2 separate regions of the Gasterosteus aculeatus genome follow, and region 2 is linked to region 1. The links are chromatin contacts, called in public Hi-C maps. All regions are on one chromosome and are shown on one strand. Each heading gives the region's core, a stretch centred on a gene start, on an enhancer-like site or on the middle of the called end of the contact. The rest is flanking DNA. Distances are from core to core; before and after follow the strand shown.

Region 1 (5,495 bases), core at 1,547-4,046:
TGTGAGTTATACAGGAAGTGTTATGGCAAACTGGCCCATCTACCTCCCAAAATATGTTGATTAAGTATGAGCAAACTTTTTTTTATACATTTTTTTGAGCTCATCAAACTTAAAATGTTAAACGTATGCAACATATAATATACGATATGAATCAAATATGAATTTACCGTATTGATTGTTTGGTACAAACCACAAACTGGGCTCACATCAGCAGTAAATTACTTCCAAAAGCAAGTCACTGTGAATTTGATGTAAAACTATTTTAAAATCAAATGAATGATATTGCAATAATATTATTGTTAAAATGTCAGAGTACAAGTTGTTGCAGCCTGTTTACCTATACGCTGGGCCACTAGTGATGAAACAACATCACTTATAATCACAAAAGCAACCAGACAAACAATTACTTAGACTAAATCTAGCAAATACTCTGCTATTTGCATAGTATTTGCAAGGCGGTGTTGTTCTATTGTATTTATTTTAATTATCTATATTTCTTGTCTACTTTTAGCTGATCTGAATTTCAAACAAGAACAGGATGGATTAATAGAATAACGCTTTACAGTCATTCAAAGAAATTGATAATATTTCACAAACATTAAAAGACGTTTTCAACCCAAGGGCACACAAAGTGAAAACTTTTAAGATTTGGCCTGTAACACAAAGCTAGTAAACGTTGGAGAGTATCTCTGCCTCTTCTCATTCAGATCCAGGAGTCCAAGCTTTTCATCATATTTTTCATCTGCGGTCGCCCCAAAGTAAAAATAATAAAAATTTGCCAAAGCACGGGAAGCAGAGCCTTTATAACAGTGTTGAAAAAAATTAGCCAACTGAACCAAAAACACTTTGAAAGCAGAATTTCAAAAAACGACAACAACTATTTAGTAATAAAAATGATTTTAAAACACAGAGAAATATTTTGACAATCCTCTCTGAATGGGGTTTGCGTTCTCACTTTAAATGTTTCTCTTCTTGTTCAAAGTACTCTGTAGTATTTATTCCTAATACAAGTCAACACTGTCCCATCACACATTTTATTTGAAAAGATAACTACATTTGAATATAAATTGAATTAATTTGAAGCAGTGGAAGGCTTGTTGATGGCAAGAGCGCCAACGTTGCCGATGATGCTGAAGTAAGTGACACATGAAATGAGTCACGACACAGAGCGCGTTGGTTACATCTGCTTGCACCTGGCATCCAGTCACCTTTCAACCTTACACTCACACATCAGTCATTTCACTTCACCTTGAGTTTACTCTTCACCTTAAGAACACGTCTTCCTATATAAGCAGAACAAGCAACATAATTATTATTCTTTCCACATAAATTACAGTTGAAGCAGCTTGGCAATATACTACTAAGCCCCTCGAATGAACTTCAGTACGATCACCTTATGTGAGGAGCAGAGTTCAGCTCTGCACTTCTTTTCTTATCTCTAAATACAGAAGGGAACACATCAATATTCAACACAGTTAAGTCAACCCAATATGAACGCTGACATGTGCCACGTTCGGCCTGTGGTAGAACTGTGGCTGTCATCTCTGGCTCTGCTATTGGAAATGTGTCAGCTGGTTATTACTAAATGAAACGCGAGTGTTTATATTATTACATGATCCCATATGTGTGCTCTGCACGCGCTGCTTGGTCAGAAGCGTTGTGATTCCCATCAATTTGAAACGCAAGAAAAAAATGCTCTATATATATATTATTTTTTTAAGTTATAAAAAATGGGTCGTTTGGACTGAAGTTTACAATTCCTCCACTTCTTTTAGAATAGACCGACGATATAATAAATTAATAACACTACTGTGGAGAGGTTGAAGAGAAAAGCTGTAAAAGCTTGTTCGTGAGAAATACCCTTTTTTCTTCCTGCAACACATCCGAGGAAGAAGGAAAGAAAAGCGCAGGTCTATAATCCCGTCAAGAAAGAAGAACACACCGCCCGCTCCGTTTTACCCAACCGGCTGAAGCAAAAAGCCTCTCCGCGTTAGAAGTGCGAAGCAGCGATTTGAATAACTCAAACTGTTCTTGTGATCGCTCAGGAAGCGCGTCGCGTCCGGGAACGTTTGAGCAGCTCGGATTTTTACACACGCGACGCCACAAACTCTTGGATTTACATTTTTCAATTCATATGTTGTCGATGTTTTAGACTTAACTTGATTATTTTATGAATTACTGTGATTTAATGGAAGTCTAAAATATAATCGCATCGGGTGTGCCGATGTCACACCGATACTCGCAGTAAATCTCAAAGTTTGGCCGATGTGCTTTTTAAATTATAGAGTGTCCAACGGAGTTATTTGAATCCACGCAGTTTAAGAGAAAATTAATTTTTTTTGTAGCAAAAAGCCCCCCAAAAAATCAGCAGAAACTTCCTTTCTGTCGTGCACCGGAACGGGGCGACCCGCAGGGGGGCGCTGTGTGTCTGTGGATCGAGCTGGGAGTCCTGGAAAGGGGGGGCACGCTGAATAGAAAATAAATAAATAACTACACAAAAACAACTTGACAACTAAACCGATAACGCATTACAATATTCTTGAACAAAGTCAAATGAACACATTAAAAAAAACGACTCCGTCAATTATCCCACGGATATCCAGTATTTCTATTTCGGTGCAAGTGAAAGGTCATAAATAAGGCGTCCGGGAGAGATGATCTGTCTGGTATGCTTTTCTAATTGTGCAGGAAACAAAGAGTTTCCCCGTAAAAGAAGTGAGACGCGCCCGCGTCTGTAAACGGGCCGATCGTATTTCGACAAATACATGTGAAACTAACGTTTAAATGAATGTCAAGGTAGACTTTCCTGTTCACTGCAGCTGCTTCCACGGTAACCCCTCCTCTCCGGCTACCCCCCTCCCCCCAACTCTCTCTCTCTCTCTCTCTCTCTCTCTCTCTCTCTCTCTCTCTCTCTCTCTCTCTCTCTCCCTGTCTCCCCCCCAACTCCGCCGTTATTCCTCCACGGCCGTGTGCGTGCGCGCTTCATTCCAGAACACAAGGCGAGCGAAGCAGACGGGTCCGCGCGCAGCAGTGGAAGCTGCTACATTCGCTCAGGGAATAAATACCCTCAAACCCCGCGGGTGGTGGTCGAGTGCGAGCGGGGGGGGGATTTGGTTGGTGAAGGCTGCGTCTTTAGAGGAATACCGCTCGATATCGCGGACGCATGTGAGAGCGCACATGCCTTTTCCGGGACTGTAACGCCATGGCTCTGACACAAGTGCGGCTATCTGCGCTTCTCTGACCGACGCGGAAAGTCTTTGGATCTCCACCCAAAAGGCGTTTGTTTCTTGAGGGTTTTTTGTTGTTGTTGTTGTTGTTGTTGGTTTTTCTACCATCATTGACTCACAACAAAAAAAAAAACATTGCTGGAAATATCCTCCGGATGGTGACCGCGGACTGGACTACCTACTTTCAGCCGATTCACTCCGTGCCAAGGGAAGGGACTGGGAGACTCGTGCCCGCTTGCCTTTTCTCTGGAAGACACGTTGGAGATCACTGAACAACCGAGACGGGCTTCTATATCCACTCATTTGACACCGCCGGTGTCATTTCCACCTCCCCCGTCTGACACTCACCTGGACGTGTTTTGGTGAATGGGAGCTTGACACCGCTGGAACCGGGACGGCGCTGAGTGCGTGGAGCGTGGGATCACCCGGGATAAGTGCACGCGTCCGCGGGGTCTGTTTACATGTCCGATCTGACTCCTTCATGACGATGGATTACTTTCTGTTTTTATGCACCCTCTTGCTGCCAGTGGTGTCCACCGTAGAAGGTAAGACATTCCACATTTAGTAGCTGTCGCTTAAGCGTATTTTGTTCCCCCCCACACCAAGTTGTGGAGCACCCATATGCCTCTCAGAGGCTCCTGTGTTACACTCAAATGCTTCATTTTCTTCCATTCCCGAATTTAAAACAAACGTTTCGTGTTCAAAGTGCCCATTTGGGGCGTTTGAAATGATCGCTTAATGGCATTTACGCTGTGGCCGATACAGGTTTCAATACACAATTGTAGCGCGCGTGATCGACAGCTCATCCATTTCAATGGACGTCGTGTATTGTTTTTTTTTTGTTGTTCTCCCTTACATCAGCTATTCCCGACTGCTAAGAGTTTTTCGTCACTTAAAAGGAAATTAGCGCCACACTGAATCCCACCAGGGAGTCGTGGCTCCGTACACCCCCCCCCCCCACACCTCCCACACACACTACCCCAGACACTTTCCCTCAGGTCGGCGGCACGTATTTTAGGGATGTGTGGCCTTTTGACATGTTTACTATCAGTTTGAGGTCAAAGTATTCACTCCCATAAAATGCAATAATGCAATTTATTTTGATTTTCTATTCATTAAAACACGTTATCCATGATTTTTCCGAATTTTAGAAAATCGCATAATGTCGTGATATGGATCGCATTTATTGATCTCTATGCTCATTTTTTTAATCGTTTGCTTAGTGTTTTTTTTTCTTCGTAAAATGCCATTGATGGATCGTTTACAGTCGCATTTTAAACGCAGTTGCTTCTAAAAACCACCGCCATCTGTTTCAGCTGAGTGTTGGTGTTTGCCGCGCGTAAAATCGATGCGAAATTCTAGCTGTCTCTTTTTCTTCTTCTTCTTCTCTTCTCCCACCGGCGAAGTGTTACAACCATCTACTCCTTCCTTTTCATACATTTATAGAATGTCTCACTCTGCCCTCTATCTGGGAACGTGGACGAGGTTCCTGAAAGTGAACGACAAAGCCGCGTAAAGCTTATAAACTGCGATTGCTGGAGCATAAGCGAGGCTCCCGGTTGGCTCGCGTTGGCAGCATGGAAGTGGGACAGTGGGCCGGTAGCTGAGTAAACGCCTTTCTCTCGCCACTTTGATTTTCTTATATCATGGTGAAATGTGTCTGTGGCGGGGTTTAAAATGAAACATTTGTTTTTTCGAAACGAGGTTTTCCCTTTTCCTTAAGGTTCTACTTGAAGTCGGTGCTTTCAGATACACAGTGAGCAGGCTGCATACAGTAGCCGGGCTGAAACGACTTGGTTTGGTTGTGTATTGCATGTTAATGCCCCCCCCACCCCCCCCCCCGAAGGTCGTGTTACTTATTCAACACCCACGAACCTGAATAAATAAATTGATTTGATTTGATTGAAGTGTATTGCTCCACCTAATCGTCAGTTTTCTGACCTAATTTGAGCAAATACCAGCAGGTCGGATGCAGTCTGAGGAAAGATTACGCGCTGTTTCTCGAGCTCTTCATGAAATCACCGTTCTGACTGAACAGCCTCTTCGTGTCTTTTTCTTGGACCAGGCTTAAAGCAAACATGCGCACCCATGGATGATCTGGATGTAAAGTTTATCTGTACACAGTTTGTTGTGTTCTTGGTTTAATCACTACAGATTGACTGTGACATTATATTATTATATGGCACTCTAAGTGATGATTAGGGCTAGAATATCATTAGCGTCTCTCTACCGGCGGGACTTCTATTACAATGTTCTTACACCAACTTC
Region 2 (5,495 bases), core at 1,183-3,682, 200 kb before region 1:
GAATAACATGTTCAGGTTAATAACATTGTCTCTCTCATTTCCAAGGCATTAACCACGGTGACTTCAATGACCTCAATGTCCTCGTTCAACCCGATGAGAGCGACGGCCACAGGATTTCCGGCATCCTCGACTTCGGGGACATGAACAGCGGCTACTACATCCACGAGCTGGCCATCGCTATCATGTACATGATGACGGAGCACCCTGAACCCGTGGAGGTGGGTGGACCCGTGCTGGCTGGCTGGGAAAGCGTTCTCCCCCTCAATGAGACGGAGAGGGATTGTCTCTACGTGCTGGTGCTGTCCCGCTTCTGCCAGTCGATGGTCTTAGCTCGTCACGCTGTGAGAATGCATCCGGAAAATGCAGAGTATCTGATGATTTCCTCCAGGAGGGGCGTCCACATTCTCCGTCAACTCTGGGAGCTTGGAAAGGAGCAGGTAGAGAAGGTCTGGTTCCAGAGTGCAGCTCAGTTCGGCGACAAATTGTGAGAAAGATGGAAGGAGAGACAGTGATACGTTTCCAACGCACTGTCGAGGTACCAAAGATGTCCGCATCTCTCATTACACAAATTCAAATGGATTTGTTTGGGGATAAAGTCAATCTAAAAAGCTTATTATTATTCTCCTTTTTTTAAATAAAAGACAATTATTGCAGCTGTTTAAAACAATTTGTTTCAGCTGTCTTTTAATATCATTCTTGGACAGCTAAATATTTGAAGTCGGCATTTCCACTTTTGATAATTTAGAGAGTAATTATCCCACCTCAGTCAAGGGTAATGCTCATCACAATACACATAAGCAATCAGCATCACGTTTAATTATCTAAAAGGGTTTTAGTCTTACATATCACAACATTATTTCTTTCACATAAAATCTCACACTATTTGTAATGTCAACTTAACGGTAAAGTGTTTTTCTTCCAGTTAACAATATCTAATCATAAGTGCTTCTATGTTGGCTGAATGTTAAAGTATTAATCCAACTTACTCTGATCTGATGATTCTCCATCAGCATTTGATTGTAGGTCAAATGCTGATTGTAGGTGTTCACTTTTCAGATATTGCAATAATAGTAATTTATATGTCGATAAAAGGCCTTACAGAAACCGAAGGGCTAACATGTAAGTGTTGACTTGAAGAAATAGTAATTATTTATTCAATTGTAAATGATTAGTTGTCTACTATGTATGTCTAGGAGGTTAAAGAAGCAATATATATGGGAGGTGACAGCAAAAGGGCTCTTTTTGCTTTGTATGATTTAAACTTTTAAAATTTTAAAATGATTTACATTTCATCATTTATTTTCCTTTTTTTGTACACAGTCCATTTTTGTAACATTTTATCTTCTTTTGATTGCAAAACCCTAATAAAATGGTTTGTATTTTGTACATTCCAAAAAGCCCACCTTGATTCTCTCTGAGAGTTCCTCCATCGTGAAGGTAACACAGCTCCTCCGCTGGCTGACAGCAGTAAATGACTAAGCATCATTTTAAAAGGACACATCTGCTACAATCTAAAGTTCAAAACGTTTTGCTCAGTACAATGCGATTGACTAATCTGAGATATTTTTGATGCATTGTGGTTCTACTGCTTAGACAAAACTAACAGAAAACCTCAAGCATATATTACAGTCAGATATCCTACTGTCTAAACTTGTGTTGCTTTCTGCTGCTTAGTCAGATAGATCTTCTGTAACTCCTCACCAGATTCTAGTTGTAGTTCACCATTAAAGTCTTGCAGCTTGGTATCCCTGAGTCTGTTTTTTTTGTAAACATCACAGTTTTACATTTTACTTACAAAGGGGCTTTGCTGTGTTTCTATCTGACACTTTGCATCACTCCTTTCAAGTATTTACTTATACGTTGTTTTTGTTTGATTAAGTGCTTTGAAAACCAACGGTATTGGTCTGTCACTGTCCTCATAGCTGTGGATAAAATCTGTATCTGTGCAATGCTGCCCTTGTGTGGTCCTCTCGAGCTCCTGCTTCCAATGTAGGCGTGGATGACGACATTAATATAATTCATTTACTATAATTACTGTCATTTCTGTGGTAACATATTTATTATATCAACAATTCATAGATAATACAAGATAATACAGTATCTCAGTAAGTAGTAGTCCCAATTCTTCATACTGACGACGTGTCTTGGCAGGAGCAGTGCTGCCATCAATGGACAGGGAGAAGTTGTGGTGGGGTTTGTTTAGTGATTTGGGTCTGATGAGGATTTCATATTTGTTGCCGTTGAGGTTTGCTTTGCATCCAGGTTTTTATACATCTGGGCCAGTTGGCTTTCTGTGCTGTGATGAGATGGGAAACCGGATTGAAATGGTTCGTACAGCTGCTGTCAGTCCAGGTGAGTTTTTAGTGGGTGGGCGTTTCAGTATTTTAATCAGAAATGCGAGGTTGGAGATGGGTCTGTAATTGTCGTGGATGTTGGGGTTAAGGTTTGTTTTATGAATGGGTGTGACTGAGGGTTAGTTTGGGAGTGCGAGAGACGGAGCAGGTCCACAAGGAGGAGTTGATGACACAGAGGAGGCGCGGAATGAAAGTATATGTTGAGGTAAGCAGGCAGGTTTGACTGGTGCATCCTGACAGACAGAAAGGATAGACGTGTTTATACTCGTTTACGGCTTTTGTCATCCACTTTCTTGGATTACTTGAGCAATGGGTGAGAGCACATAATGTCCTTCAAATTTAAATCACCGAGTTGAATGCATGTTTATCATAATATTTTGTATGCTAATGCTTTAAAGCATCTAAATTTAAAATAATCCTCTCAACGCTGGCTGCCGCAGCATGTGGTGTAGTTCCAAAACGTTCAAGGGTCCCGTTGAACCTTAAAAGTTGTCCCGCGCACAGTAGTCCTTTTAATTTGGCTGAAGTGAAAATGGATTTCTTGTCATTTGGTGCGAACTTGCATATTCAAACGTCAAGGTTTAAAAATGGGTGTGAATTTGTGTTTTAATTTGACTGTTGTGTGCAGATACCGTCCCAGCCGTTGATCACAGACCAATGCTCACCCTGCAGCAAGCAACACAACTGACAGTACGACTTTATGGGGTGACTTTAACGGAGATCTCTACCCTGCCAAGTTACAACGACCAGAACTTCTTCCTAGTTACCAAGGAGGATAACAAGTATGTCCTGAAGATCATGAACTCAAAAGAAAGTATGAATCCCACCCGGATGGAGGTGCAGACCCTGGCCATGTCCTTCTTACACCAACGTGGAGTTCCTTCTCAGATAGTCGTGCCCACCACCACCGGGAAGCTCATGAGTATGGAGGAAATAGGTAATGGCAACGTACCACCAATAATAATTCACAATCACATGATGCAAGAGGTTAAACAAACGACTGGAGCCTTTTCCCATTTTACTGCAGAAACACACTGGTTTAGAAACAATGAAATGCATTTTATGAAAATCTGTTTAGACACTAACTCTATTGCAGGTTGTTAGAAACTAATTAAGTGCTGGAGCCACAGTTTAGAAATGCTAAACTCAACAATTGTTGATTGTTTTGCGTAGTAAGAAAGCCGAGAAACAACTTGGTATATGTCAAAATATCAGCTATGTCATTAGTGTAACTCGCTGCTGACCTAGTTACACTGTCCCCGCGTCCTTTACCTATAACTTAAACCCCAAAATGTAGTGACTTGGATTGAATGGTTGGAATGGAATGTGACTGTGAAGATATGCATGTCCCTACAAGACACGAGAAGAACGTTTGAATGTCATGTTTTAGTCCGATTTAGGGCAAGGCCTTTGGTCCATTATTAAATAGTATCACATGATCTTTAAGTTCTAAACTGCACCATACATTATAATTAGTTGTTAGTTATGACACTGTGAATCATATCTTCCTGTTTTTGTATCTTCATTCTGTTATTAGACTGTGGACAGGGTGCTCAGACCTACTGTGTGAGGCTGATGACGTATCTCCCTGGAAAAACTGTTGCAGAATCTCCAGTAACCGTGCAAGATCTTTATCAGATCGGGAAGTTGGCTGCAGTCATCGATACGACATTGAAACAAGTCAGTTAAATGTCAAACTTCTACATTTCAGCTCAGAGAGATTTTTTGATCTCCAATTACCTACACATGGGCTTTTCCCTATTGGCTCATACATATTTCGTTCCTTACAGTTTGTTATTTCGCTTTTATTTACAAAGGGCCTAATTGTATTGCAGACTGCTTACTCTGGTTATAATGAAGCTCATTATTTAAAAAGTTGTGGTACATAAAGTGTGCAAAATGACTTGTATTGAAACCATTTTCTTTTTTCAGCTGGTTTCTCCAAACTTGGATGTCTTACAAAGTAATGAGGAGATGTGGAGTTTATCCAACATTCCTCTCATAGACGACTACTTGTCAGTGATGGATGGAGACCCCCCGCAGAAAGTGATCAAAGCGGTTGTTAAACAGTATAAGTCACTGGTGGCGCCCAGAATTGTCTCTCTCCGTAAAGGTAATATAGATAATAATTCTATATTTATTTTGTTTTTTCTATTGTTCAATTGGACGTGTTGACATTTTGTGAGATGACATTTTATGAGTTGACATTCATTGTCCCCAAAGAATGAATTCTACTGACCTCTACTGACCTCCCAACTATTGGTTGGACGAATGGGACGTTTGATTCACACATCCTTAGAATGAATTGTATTGTTAACTTTATGATGCCCAAATCTTTCATTTAATGGTAATAGAGCTAAATAGCTGCGACTTAACAATGGATCAAATCACTACTTGTGTCTGAAAGGGGTTCACTCACAGTGATGAGTCCATAATCCATGATCAAGTCACTCAACACTTGCCCCCAGCTTGATATAACTCACTTATTTACTCTACCAGAGATTTACTTTTCCATTTTATTTTACTCGTACTTCTCTCATGGTGTCTGACAGTAAGCAACTGTTTTTTCTTGCACATGATACTCGTCCATTACCAAAGGCACACAGACAAAGTTAGCGACTCTGCAACCAGAAACCCAAATCCAAAAGAATTCTACGTTTCATTTTTTCCGGGGGACATGCTAACAAGCTTTCTATATCAAATGTATTGTTTTATTGTGTAAGTATTGACACACCCAAGATTTTTATACAAAACACACCAACGTCCCAAATATGGACAAAAATGACTGAACTTTGGCTTCATTCCAATTAATGCAGAGTTCTTCACTGAATTATTTTTTTTCTGTGATGTCCTTCACAGGAATAATACACGGAGACATAAATGACCAGAACATCATTGTCACACCTTCAGCCAACGGGAGGCATGAGGTGTCGGGCGTGCTGGACTTTTCTCTGCTCATGATTGATTGCTATGTATTTGAAGTGGCCGTAACAATTGCGTACATGATGATGGAGAACCCCAGTCCTTTGGACGTAGGCGGAGCGGTGTTGGCTGGCTGGGAGAGCGTCATGGTGCTCAGCGAGGAGGAGAAGGATTCCCTCTTCCTGCTGGTGCTCGGCCGCTTGTGCCAGTCTCTGGTGT

Evidence for each region. Hi-C and Micro-C count contacts between places; a contact is called where the count stands out from the background.
Region 2: a Hi-C map of skeletal muscle shows a contact between it and region 1, with 2.9 times the contacts expected there. The contact joins the promoter of LOC120824273 here to the promoter of ephb3b in region 1. A contact is called at or near these places in 2 of 6 Hi-C or Micro-C datasets (skeletal muscle and whole body).

The regions. Positions count from the first base shown.
Region 1 is chr8:14,167,247-14,172,741 of fGasAcu3.hap1.1, reverse strand. ephb3b (eph receptor B3b) reads left to right here and starts at 2,796. Exons shown (of 15, transcript XM_078108291.1): 1 at 2,796-3,772. The coding sequence starts at 3,709.
Region 2 is chr8:14,370,484-14,375,978 of fGasAcu3.hap1.1, reverse strand. It overlaps LOC120824273 (hydroxylysine kinase), which reads left to right and starts at 2,432. Exons shown (of 5, transcript XM_078108292.1): 1 at 2,432-2,559; 2 at 2,983-3,291; 3 at 3,892-4,034; 4 at 4,287-4,467; 5 at 5,214-5,495. The coding sequence starts at 3,012. LOC120824274 (hydroxylysine kinase) reads left to right here. Exons shown (of 5, transcript XM_040184979.2): 5 at 46-1,402. The coding sequence ends at 488.